Linked DNA regions of Triticum aestivum: region 1 is linked to region 2. Evidence: chromatin contacts called from public Hi-C data. All regions are on one chromosome and are shown on one strand. The core of a region is the stretch at or near the end of the contact, and the rest is flanking DNA. Distances in the headings are between cores, read along the strand shown.

Region 1 (5,259 bases), core at 1,793-4,292, 420 kb before region 2:
GTCTTGGCAGCCTCGCCCGACTCGAATTCCATCCCCACCCGGGGCTCAAGGCAGGGGTCGGCTTCAACAGGGAACAACTCCTTACAGACAGACTCTGGGTGTGAGACCACTGCCGGTGGCAGCGATTGTCCTTGGTGGTCAAGAATGTGCACACTGTGGAGCGCCATCTGGTCGACGCCATGGACATGGGTGCTCACGCCGAGGGAGGCCCAGAAATCGATGCTGTCATCCTCGAGTTCCACTCCCTGGGGCTCCATCATCGCCTACCCCCCGACCTCCATTACCCTTGCCCTCAATACCCTCCCTTGTATTCTTAGCCCTTCCCTCCACCACAGAAGCAAATCAAGAACCAAGAAACCAACCAACAGCTGCCACTCTCTGATGCCCAATCCAAAAACCAGAAAACTACTCCAGGTCTCTCTCCCTCTGGCTCTACGATGCCTCCGCACCTTCTGTGGGGAAGCAACAAACCCGATGCTTCAATAACTTCACCGAGAAACAGTAAGCAAGTAACTCCGGTTGCACCAATCGAGAGCAAGAACCCTAGTAATTTGACCCAGTGAGACCTTGGTTTCCAACAGAACTGCAGGGAAAGGAGGCTGATTCAGTGAGTAAAGAGGAAAGGCGGTACCTTCAGGTTGCTCGGCTGCATGGGAACCGCTAGGGATCAGACTAGCAAACTAGCATGGGAACCGCTAGGGATCAGACTACGGAAGCAGGAACCATGAAAGCAAACTAGCAAACTACCTACACAGTAGAAGTAATATATAGTTAGCTTTCCAAGCATGGAATAAACACACTATAGAAGCTTATGCAAGAAATAAAATGGTCTGTAGCAACTACTAATTTGGCAACCTGACTGTACCAATGGAAACAAAGAAATCTGAAAGGTGTGAACTTGCATTATATGCATATATATATATACACGTATGAAATGTAGGAAGCATGATGAGAGTATTTAAATACAAAATATGGTCTTACAGTGTAACAAGTACAGAAAAAAGTAGAAGCATATTCTATTGCAGCAAACTATCTGGAGTGAACAACAAACTCAATAAATTCAGAAGCATGGATACACAAAGCATCAATTTCATGCTATCTTAACATACCCATGCCTAGCGTAAGCATAACATTTTGAAACTGAAATTAGCAATGCCTAGCGGCAACTTGTGTGTGCATCCTTTTGTGATGAACAAACCAATTTTGTCAATTTCAATTGGTAATTTTGTTAGCCTACACACACTGAAATAAGGGGGGAAATCATGATTTATCAACACATACAATTAGAATAAAACAGAATCTACCGGTAGCAGGATGGTACCTCAAAATGAGAAGATAAATTGGCTGCATTTTACATATCTGAATTTTGAATATTTTGTAAAAGTAGGAATATGGAAGTAATCTATGGACACCAAAGAAGTACAATTTAGAAGACCCGTGAGTAGGAAGCATGAAAATGTGCTATGCCGATATGACTCATTTCAATTGAAGCATAGAAAAGTTAACTAAGATTCTCACGAACATGGAGATGCAATTTTTAACACCTACACTCCAAATTTGCGAAAATGGTTGAACTATGGAAGCAAAACTATGTGGACCGAAGCATACATAGTAAGTAGTATAATTTGGAAGCTCCATAAGTAGGAAGCATAAGAACAGTGATGCCTGAACTAACTCATCTTTGTTGGAAGGATGGAAATCTGAAAAAACGACTGAAGTATGATTGCCGCCGCCAACATGGGTATGTAAGGGTGTGTTTGGTTTCTGTCAGGAAGTGGGACGGTACGGGTCGGTTCCGTTCCCAGAACTCATTCTCGCGTTCGGATCGTCGAAGGAACCGGAATCAATCGATTCCAGAGAATGGCATATTCCCTGTTTATACCATTCCGAGTGGTCTTTCCAAATCGGGCGGACCACGCAGAACCGCTTGCCTCTCGCCTCTCCGTCACATCCTTCGCGCGCCTGCCTACTCCCGTTCAGCTGCCGACCATCACCGGCGACCTCCGCCGCTCCGCCGAGCTCCTTCCCCACCCTCACAGCCCTTTCCTCCTCCTCAGCCTCCTATCCGGACAAGCCCCTTCCTCACCGAACTCCAGAAGCTCCGCGCCAGGGACGCCGCATCCGAAGCCGACGGGATAGAGGTCCCATCCGCCGTCTCCGCCGCAGTTGTCCGGGGCGGCTCCTCTTCTCCCCGTACCTGACTTCCTGCATCACCCGCTCGAGCCAGCGAGGAGCGGCCAGGGCTGGGATGCCTCCCAGGCGGGGAGTGGCCGTGGCGGGGATGCCTCCCAGGCGGAGCCCAAGGATGTCCCGTGGGATCGCTCGCGACCCTCTCCCTAGATCGCCACCATCTCCCTAGATCGATTGGAGTTCTTGCTCAAGTCCGGTATCTATCAATTTTTGGCATTCTGTCCCAAGGAACCGTTCCATCCGACCTCGTTCTCTTCTTGCCGAACATCAAGATGTTACATGACATTCCACTTGGTTTTAGAACCAAACACACCCTAAGTTCGTGTAATCCAAAATCCAAATACACCTAAATTGGTTGATGGTTTAGTGTTCTATAATACACAACGAACAGTTCGATTTCACAGCCAACAACATTCCATATTCAATAGGATATGAGTATATCTAGCATTGAATACTGGGCACATTAGAAACCAACTTGCTTTGCAGAAATTAAAAACTGGAGGACCGAAGAAAAGGAGCGGCCACTGTTCTTACTCCAGTAGCCGGCAAGCGGTTGATCCTCCGGGCAGCCTGGCGAGGCAAGAAACGGGGTGGTGATGGTGGCTGCGGCCACCCTAATTCCCGGGTGACGCACCGGCGAACTGGACCCGGGGCGGCATCGGGTGGGTCGCTGCAGGGGGGTGCACCTGGGCGTTGTCGTAGATAACAGGGAGGTGTGAGGGATGGTTAGCTCGTCGGTGAGGTGGGGCGCAGAGGGTCGAATCTGGGCTGCGCCGGCGGAGAGAACATGGCAGCGCTGTGGTTCCTGAGCTAGGAGGCGAGGGGGAAAAAATCTACGAGAATGGGTCTAACTCTCCAACTGGTTAGATCCGCTCGGATGCACGACACGTGGACATCACAATCTCAAAGCATCAAGCCCATTCCCACTTGTACGTGTACTCTCTCAAGGCTTGCTCGCCCTTGTCCATGGCGGCCGCTCTAAATGACGTCGCCGCCGGCAGCCACCCAACAGTCGGCTTCTCGCCGGTGGCCTCGCGGTAGAAGTGTACAAGATACTCTCGTCCATGGTGGCGAAAGTATGGTCAGTCCTACATGTCGAGGTAGCACTGGCTCACGACGGCAGATGGCAGGCCACCGACTAGAGCCGGGTTGATCCTACATGCTCACGTAGCATGCCTTCTCGTGCATCAAATTCGTGTTGCAGATAAAGAAATTTGTCGATTTTTCCAACGTATTAAAGACAGTACAAGTAATACTGTTTGAATGGTGGTTTTGATGAATAAAAATGAATGTTTATATCGTGGTTACGGGAACGCAAATAGATGCGAAATATTTTCCTCCCCCAACTGGCCTAGAAACTCTAGCCGCCATTAGCGGAGTCCAACGTTCCGGTGCCATTTTTCGGCGGCTCCTCTCCGTCAACAATCTTTAGGATCGTGTAGCTTTAGGTTTTACGACCTAGTAGCTTAGGTTTTAGACGTCTTGGCTTTGGCGGTAGCAACAACGATGCCAAATAAAGAAGCTCTAGATGCTTTCCCGACGAGGTAATCGGCTTTATGGTCGGTGATGGATTTGAGAACTAGTCTTCTTAAGAGAAGATGTCACGGGGATGACATAATGGGCTTTTATGGCGACTGCTCTAAATGACATCACCGCCGGCAGTCACCCAGCAGTCGACTTCTCGTCGATGGCCTCGCGACAGAAGCGTACAACACTCTCGTCCATTGCGGCGAAAGCCTGGTCGGTCCTACATGCCCAGGTAGCACTGGCTCACGACGCTGGATGGCAGGCCACCGACTAGAGCCAGGTTGATCCTACATGCCCATGTATCATGCCTTCTCGTGCATCAAATTCATGTTGCAGATAAAGAAGTTTGTCGATTTTCCCAATGTATTAGAGACAATATAAGTAATACTTTCTTAATGGTGGCTTTGATGAATAAACATGAATGTTCATATCATGGTTACGGGAACACAAATAGATGTGAAAAGTTTTCCTCCCCCAACCGGCCTAGAAACCCTAGTCGCCACCAGCGGAGTCCAATGTTCCGGTGTCGTTTTCCAGCGGCTCCTCTCCGCCAACGGTCTTTAGGATCATGTAGCTTTAGGTTTTACGGCCTAGTAGCTTAGGTTTTAGATGTCTTGGCTTCGGCGGCAGCACGACGACACCAAATAAAGAAGCTCTGGATGCTTTCCCGACAAGGTAATCGACTTTATGGTCGATGATGAATTTAAGAACTAGTCTTTTTAAGAGGAGATGTCACGGCGATGACATAATGGGCTTTTATGGTCCATCGATGGATTTGAGAATTAGTCTTTTTAAGAGGAGATGTCACGGCGACGATGTAATCGGCTTTATAGTTGGTGATGGATGATACGTCCATTTTGCATCATGTTTATGCACTGTTATTTATAATGTTTTATGCATAATAATGCTTTTTGGAGTAATTCTAATGTCTTTTCTCTCATAATTTATAAGGTACACATAAAGAGGGAGAATTCCGGCAGCTGGAAATCTGGACTTGAAAAAGCTACGTCAAGCTACCTATTCTGCACAACTCCAAATGAGCTGAAACTTCACGAGGAATTTTTATGGAATAAATAAAAAATACTGGAGCAAATAACTACCGGAGGGGGGCCACCTGGTGAGCACAAGACACCAGGGCGCGCCTGGGCCCCAAGCGCGCACTGGTGGGTTATGCTCAGCCCAGCCCACCTCCGGTGCCCATCTTCTGGTATATAAGTCATTTTGACCTAGAAAAAAAATAAGGGAAGGACTTTCGGGATGAAGCGCCGCCGTCTCGAGGCGGAACTTGGGCAAGAGCACTTTTGCCCTCTGGCGGAGCGATTCCGCCGGGGGAACTTCCCTCCCGGAGAAGGAAATCATTGTCATCATCTTCACCAATAACTCTCCCATCTTGGGGAGGGCAATCTCCATCAACATCTTCAATAGCACCATCTCCTCTCAAATCCTAGTTCATCTCTTGTGTTCAATCTTTGTACCGGAACTATAGATTGGTACTTGTGGGTGACTAGTAGTGTTGATTACATCTTGTAGTTGAGTACTATA
Region 2 (5,614 bases), core at 2,482-4,981:
CTCACCGACTTGTCCTAAGGGTCTAGTCTTCAGCGGGGCTGATCAGTGGACTCCGCCACCGAGTGGTTTCTGCAAGATAAATGTTGACGCGGCTGTAGCAAAAGCATCGAGTAGAGGAGCGGTGACCGATGTTTGTCGCGACGATCAGGGTGTCTTTCATGGCGCTTCGGTGGTGATTTTTGAGGGCATCATAGAACCAGAGACGTTGGAGGCATTGGCATGTAGAGAAGCACGGGCGCTTGGCGGTGATCTGCACTTAAAAAAACTTCAGATATCACTTGACTGTCTGAGAGGCATCAGAGAGCTGCAGGCGACAACAAACTCCGGCGTTCATTGTATGATCATGAAGGCCCGGAAACTTCTTTTTCGCCATGTGATATATGCCATGAACGGTGTGCGTGTAATAAGGAGGCTCACAATTTAGCGAGATCCTGAGTTCCAGATTATTTCAATAATCGCCACCACAAAGTTCTCAGCGTCTAAAAAGAATGCATGCCTTCTTTCATGCAAAAAAAAAAGAGGTTGATCAACAGGTCCAAACCTCGCTGAATGCCAACTGCACATTTGCAAGGCCGTACTTTAAATCTTCAGTTCAGTCTCAGTCTTGCAGGAAGCACATTTGCAAGGTCATTGCAGAATCGCCTTCTCCCTGCAGCGACAGAAATAACCCCACAGGTTTCCTCAACAACAACAAAAGGTCAGAAAATTGAGCCAAGAACCCGTTCCACAAAAACACAAAAAGCTTATATATACATCTGAATTTCACAAGGAGCAATCCCGTTCCGATCTACATCAACACACACGCACACTGAGGAGCTGCACATCTGCAGCTTCTATATACACGGCAAATGACACCATATATACATATGCCAGTAGCAGGGTCGAGGTCCAGAATCAAAGTGGGACAAAATGAACGATGCGATACCAAATAATATCTACAAATGTTGTCGTAGATTGGTTAATAAGAATGAATGTGTCTTCTACGACGCGCAGCGCAGCTGGTCTTGTTCAGCATTGGCCTTGCTTTGCAATGAGTACAATTAGCCTTGAAACCTCCGGAAGGACAAACCCGTTCAGTGCTGCTTCAAAATTCGCTGCTCCTCTTTTTGTTCTTTTTCTATTTTCTCATTTTTTTGGGTTTTGATGTCTTCCTTCATCGATAATGATACTGAGCAATAATATATACAGCGTAGCTAACGGAGATTCCAGATATCAGTTCTGGAGGGAAGAAAGCCACTGTTCTACAAAATTCTTTCCATCTGTGGAGCGGAAAAGGGAAAGAAGAGTGTCAGAAAAATATCAGAAGCTGTAATGATGAAATATATGCACATGAGTAAACATTGCTAGCAACTAAAACTCATTTAAGATAAATGAATTACGATGAAAGACCTTCCACACAATCCAATACAATCGTAGATAATAAAAATGGCACAAGCAGGCAATGAAGTGGCTTTATCATGTTCAACACCAATCACACCTAGCACTCTAGAACCAATAAAATGCAGGAGTCGACTGGAGTAAATGGCAAATCAGAAACATGGTAAGCAATTGCAGTGCTATTATTCCGCAAAGACCGCATACTATCGTTGTAACAAATACAGTGCTGGTGTTGAATTGACTAAATAAGAGAACCAATAACAGGAAGCCATCAGCTCCCTATGATGCGGGTGTAATAAAGTAATATGTTTGGTGCCTTGTTTTTCTTGCGGGGATATTTGATGCCTTGTTTGATCAACATAAATATACAAAACATGATGCTGAAAGAAGAATGAAGGTTATAGAGTCGATTCACAAGTCGAAGTAGCACATTTTGACACAGCAAGCCCAAACCTCAACTACAGCACACAAAGTGGCAGAAGCCAACCAAAGCAAGTGGTATATGGCTACAAGTTTAACAACTGAAGAGGTCTTAACAGAGTAAGTTATAGATTGCCAAATTTTGGAGAAAAAATTAGTCAACGGATTCTATCATACATCCATGCCTCTAGGGTTATCTGGTGAAATAGTAAAGAGTTTTTAGTGATAAAACAACTATATTAAGTATTGCATATCTGCTGTTGAGCATAGGAATCTCAAACAAATATCTTCAAGCCCAAAGTACTAGAGCAAGCCACCAAACCCACCAATCAACAGCTCCAAACATGAAAATGGCATATGACCAGTAGTAGTTGTGCCCCATAAATGCTAGTACAACAGCAAGAGACACCAAGAACGAATCTTATCGGCTTATCCTGTTATAGGCTGAGTTCTGCCAGCTTAACACAAGCTGAATTTATTCCCAAACCATCAATGGATAACTGATAACTGAAAAGGTGCCAGACTTGTCAAAAATTGACTTCACAAAGTGAATGAACTGTTGCTAGTATATTATGAACAAGAGCAAATGATTATTTTTAATATCACATAGGACTTATGCTTTAATAAACTAATCAAACATGGCATGTTTTTCCCCCAATTCTGCGCAGATGTAAACACAAGAACTTGGTAGATCTTTCTGCAAACCACTCACCAGAGAGGCCGCCATCGGCGAGAGGGCCAGCGCCAAGGAACCGTCCCTGGGGCATCGCGGGCTGCTCGGCGCGGCCGTGGCGGTAGCAGGGGACGAGAACTGCGAAGGAGGTCTCCTGGTCACCGTCCGTCTGCATCTCCGGCGCCTGCGGCTCCAGCCAGCCGATGGACCAGTCGGAGTCGTCGGACTCTGACCCGGAAAGGCAACCGCCGCCGTCGGACGGCACGATGACCATGTCGTACTCCCTGTCGATCCTGGGCTCCCCGCGACTGCGCCGCTGGTTCTTGACCCTCCTCGGCCGCGTGCGGCGGCCGGCGGCGGCGGCGATAGCGTCAGCCTCACGGAACCCGGAGGGGAACTCCGGGAAGGAGGCGCCCGTCAAGGCGATGCCGGGGAGCTCGTGGTGGCCAACTCGCGCGGCGTTACCCGGCCAGAGCCAGTGTGTGAATCTTCCCAGCCCCATGGCCATGCCCCCCAAGAAAAATGCCTTGCTCCTTGCGAAGCTCCGGGATCGCTCCGATCAGATCAAAAGTTTCGGCAAAATCAAACGAAAACCGGTGTTCCCTGGATCTGCCAAGTTAAAACAAACACCTCAGAAAAAAGGAAAACCCAATCTATTTCTTGAAACAGACACAATGGGTAACTTTACGGCCACAGCAAAGCGCAGTAGCAAATAAAGGTGCCGCCTTTCGAAACTAAGCGCGGCGACCGCAGAAAATCCGCTCCAATTGGGAAGCTTTCTTGTTCTAGTCCACTGATTCGCGACGACGGGAAGCGACAGGCCCCATTAAAGGTAACCCGTCCAAAAAAATTTCCCAATCCAGGCGCTAAACCAACAGGATCAACACTGGGGGGCGATGATCCAAAATCTTAGCACAGGAAAACAAATCACCCAAAATTGAAAGGAAATCCTTGCCTGCTCGAAAACCGAGGCCCGGCAAGACCCCAAACGCAGCGAGAAGCGAAACCCCCGGCTCTCCAGGCTCTCGTCGATCAGTCGATCGCTCCCCGTGCCCGGATCCAGATTGTGATTAATAAAGAGGTCTGCGACTAGGAGCAACCACCACTGACCCGACGAGAGAGCGTGTGGCCACGGCACATATATAATCCGCTCGCCACGCCACGGACGGCCCGGATGGCCCCCGGCGCGACGTGTGAGTCGGATCCGGGCCGCCCGTCGGGTGGGCCAATCGCCGGGCACCGCGGCGGGATGACTTGTCGCGGGCGGCGGGTTCGTGAGGCGCAAGTTCTCGCTCTCGTGGGCTCCCCGGACACTTGTCGCCGGCTGGGGTTTTTCGCTTGGTCTCGCTTCGCGTCTTGGTGAATCTGCTCCACGGATGCATGTGGATGGGTTTCACGTCGCCATCGGGGACAGCCGCGTGAATGTACCTGGAATGGTTACACGTACTACGTATTGTAGCGGAGACTATTATTGGGATGAGGATCGAGTTCACGTTGAGGTGGCTGATTTATGTTGATGTGTGGCGTAATTCCCTGAACTTCGTATGTCGGCAGCCCGATTTTATGTCCCATTGAGGGTTAATGGTAATGTATTGAAATGTCCTTGGAGAACATGATTTTTGAAACCATGCTTGATCATACGTGCATCCGTAAGCTCCAGTGCACCGAATATGTTCCTTTGAGGGGTGGAACGTGTTTATAAAACAACGATATTCTTTGAAGGATACAAGTACATGATTGTGGCGCCGTCTTGTTGACCTTCCCTCCAAGTTACGGTTTCTCTCGCGCGACTACAACAACTAGGGCAATCACCCCCTCCAAGCTTCGTTGACGAGCCTACCACTCAGGCGGCCAGTGGCGGAAGGGGATCCTGGTGCCTTGGTTCTGGCTAAAGTAGTTTAGGTTAGGGTTTTTTTTTCCATGTGGGAACGGTGGTTAGGCGGATGACAGCGCTTCATCTTTGAGATAGTCTTCTGAGCTCCGATCCTCCTCGAGTTAGCCCATCAGGATGGACTCGACAAGGCTCTGACGTAGATTCTTGTCGTCTCCTTGAGGTGGCAAGGTTAGGATTTATTGATGTGTGTGCGCCACGACAATATCTTGTGTTAGGCGCTTTAGATCAATTCAAGGGTTCAATGCTGGTCCTTAGGGGCACATGTGCGAAGATTTTTCGGTTGTGGTCGACAAAGTCAAGCTGGCTCCGGTAGGGAAGCGGTGACATCGGCTCGTTCTTGTGGCGGCCACGGTTGTTCGGTGTTGCAGGGTCCTTGATGTAATTTTTATTATGTTCGGGATGCTTTGTACTTATTATGAGCTTTTTATAATATATTTGTAGTACCTTTGTAAACTAATATAAGACCGTTTAAATCACTAAGTTTACACAAGGAGCTTCTTATGAACCTTTTTTTACTTCGGTGGTGCAAGGTCCTTTTTCACAAAAAAGGAACCCTCTTATGATGAAAAAGATTAATAAAAATAACTAAGCCCTCCCTTTATGATAGGATGGAGACAAGGGGCGTAATATCGGATTGGCTCTTACGGTAACCTCACTGAAGCTGCCTCATGAACAAGATATTCAGACTCGATGGAATGATGGATTTGCAATATAGACACAAGTCCAATACCTGACTGAGACCTTTTGTGAAACAAGAACAACGGTTGTCATCAGGATATGTGCGATTTTGAAATCAAACTACGAGACATAGTCTTCGTTGTTTATCATCATATCGGTAAAGAAGGCAAATATGACGGTTCTCCATCGGATTATAAAGTTTGAAACCCTACCACTCAGGTCAAATTATATGACACAAAATCCTATTCTGGTTGGCTTTGCATGATAGAGTAAACACTAAAGTTTTGCTTGAAAGAAAGGGTTTTCACATGAACAGTTACAACTGCACCTTATGCGACCATAATATTGAGGAAACCTTGACACTTTGGGAGTGTGATTTTGCTCTTACTTGTCGGGACTTCTTAATCCCTAAACAACGAAGAGGCATTTCACTTTATGATGATGATGTCCTTGCTCCTGAGAAGTTACCACTACTAGGAAAAACCTTATACACAGAAGCTTACCAGTAGTGATGGTCAAAAACACGCGCTACTGCTATGTACCAGTAGCGCGTTGTGGACAAGCCCGCTACC

What was found. Hi-C and Micro-C count contacts between places; a contact is called where the count stands out from the background.
Region 1: a contact with region 2 is called in a Hi-C map of leaf, with 5 times the contacts expected there. The contact joins the promoter of LOC123103634 here to the promoter of LOC123103633 in region 2. A contact is called at or near these places in 2 of 5 Hi-C or Micro-C datasets (both in leaf).

The regions. Positions count from the first base shown.
Region 1 is chr5A:403,103,373-403,108,631 of IWGSC CS RefSeq v2.1, reverse strand. LOC123103634 (protein FAR1-RELATED SEQUENCE 5) reads right to left here and starts at 3,042. Exons shown (of 2, transcript XM_044525280.1): 1 at 2,725-3,042; 2 at 1-583. The coding sequence starts at 260.
Region 2 is chr5A:402,682,084-402,687,697 of IWGSC CS RefSeq v2.1, reverse strand. LOC123103633 reads right to left here and starts at 3,731. Exons shown (of 3, transcript XM_044525278.1): 1 at 3,426-3,731; 2 at 2,510-3,079; 3 at 723-1,259. The coding sequence starts at 2,978. The coding sequence ends at 1,213.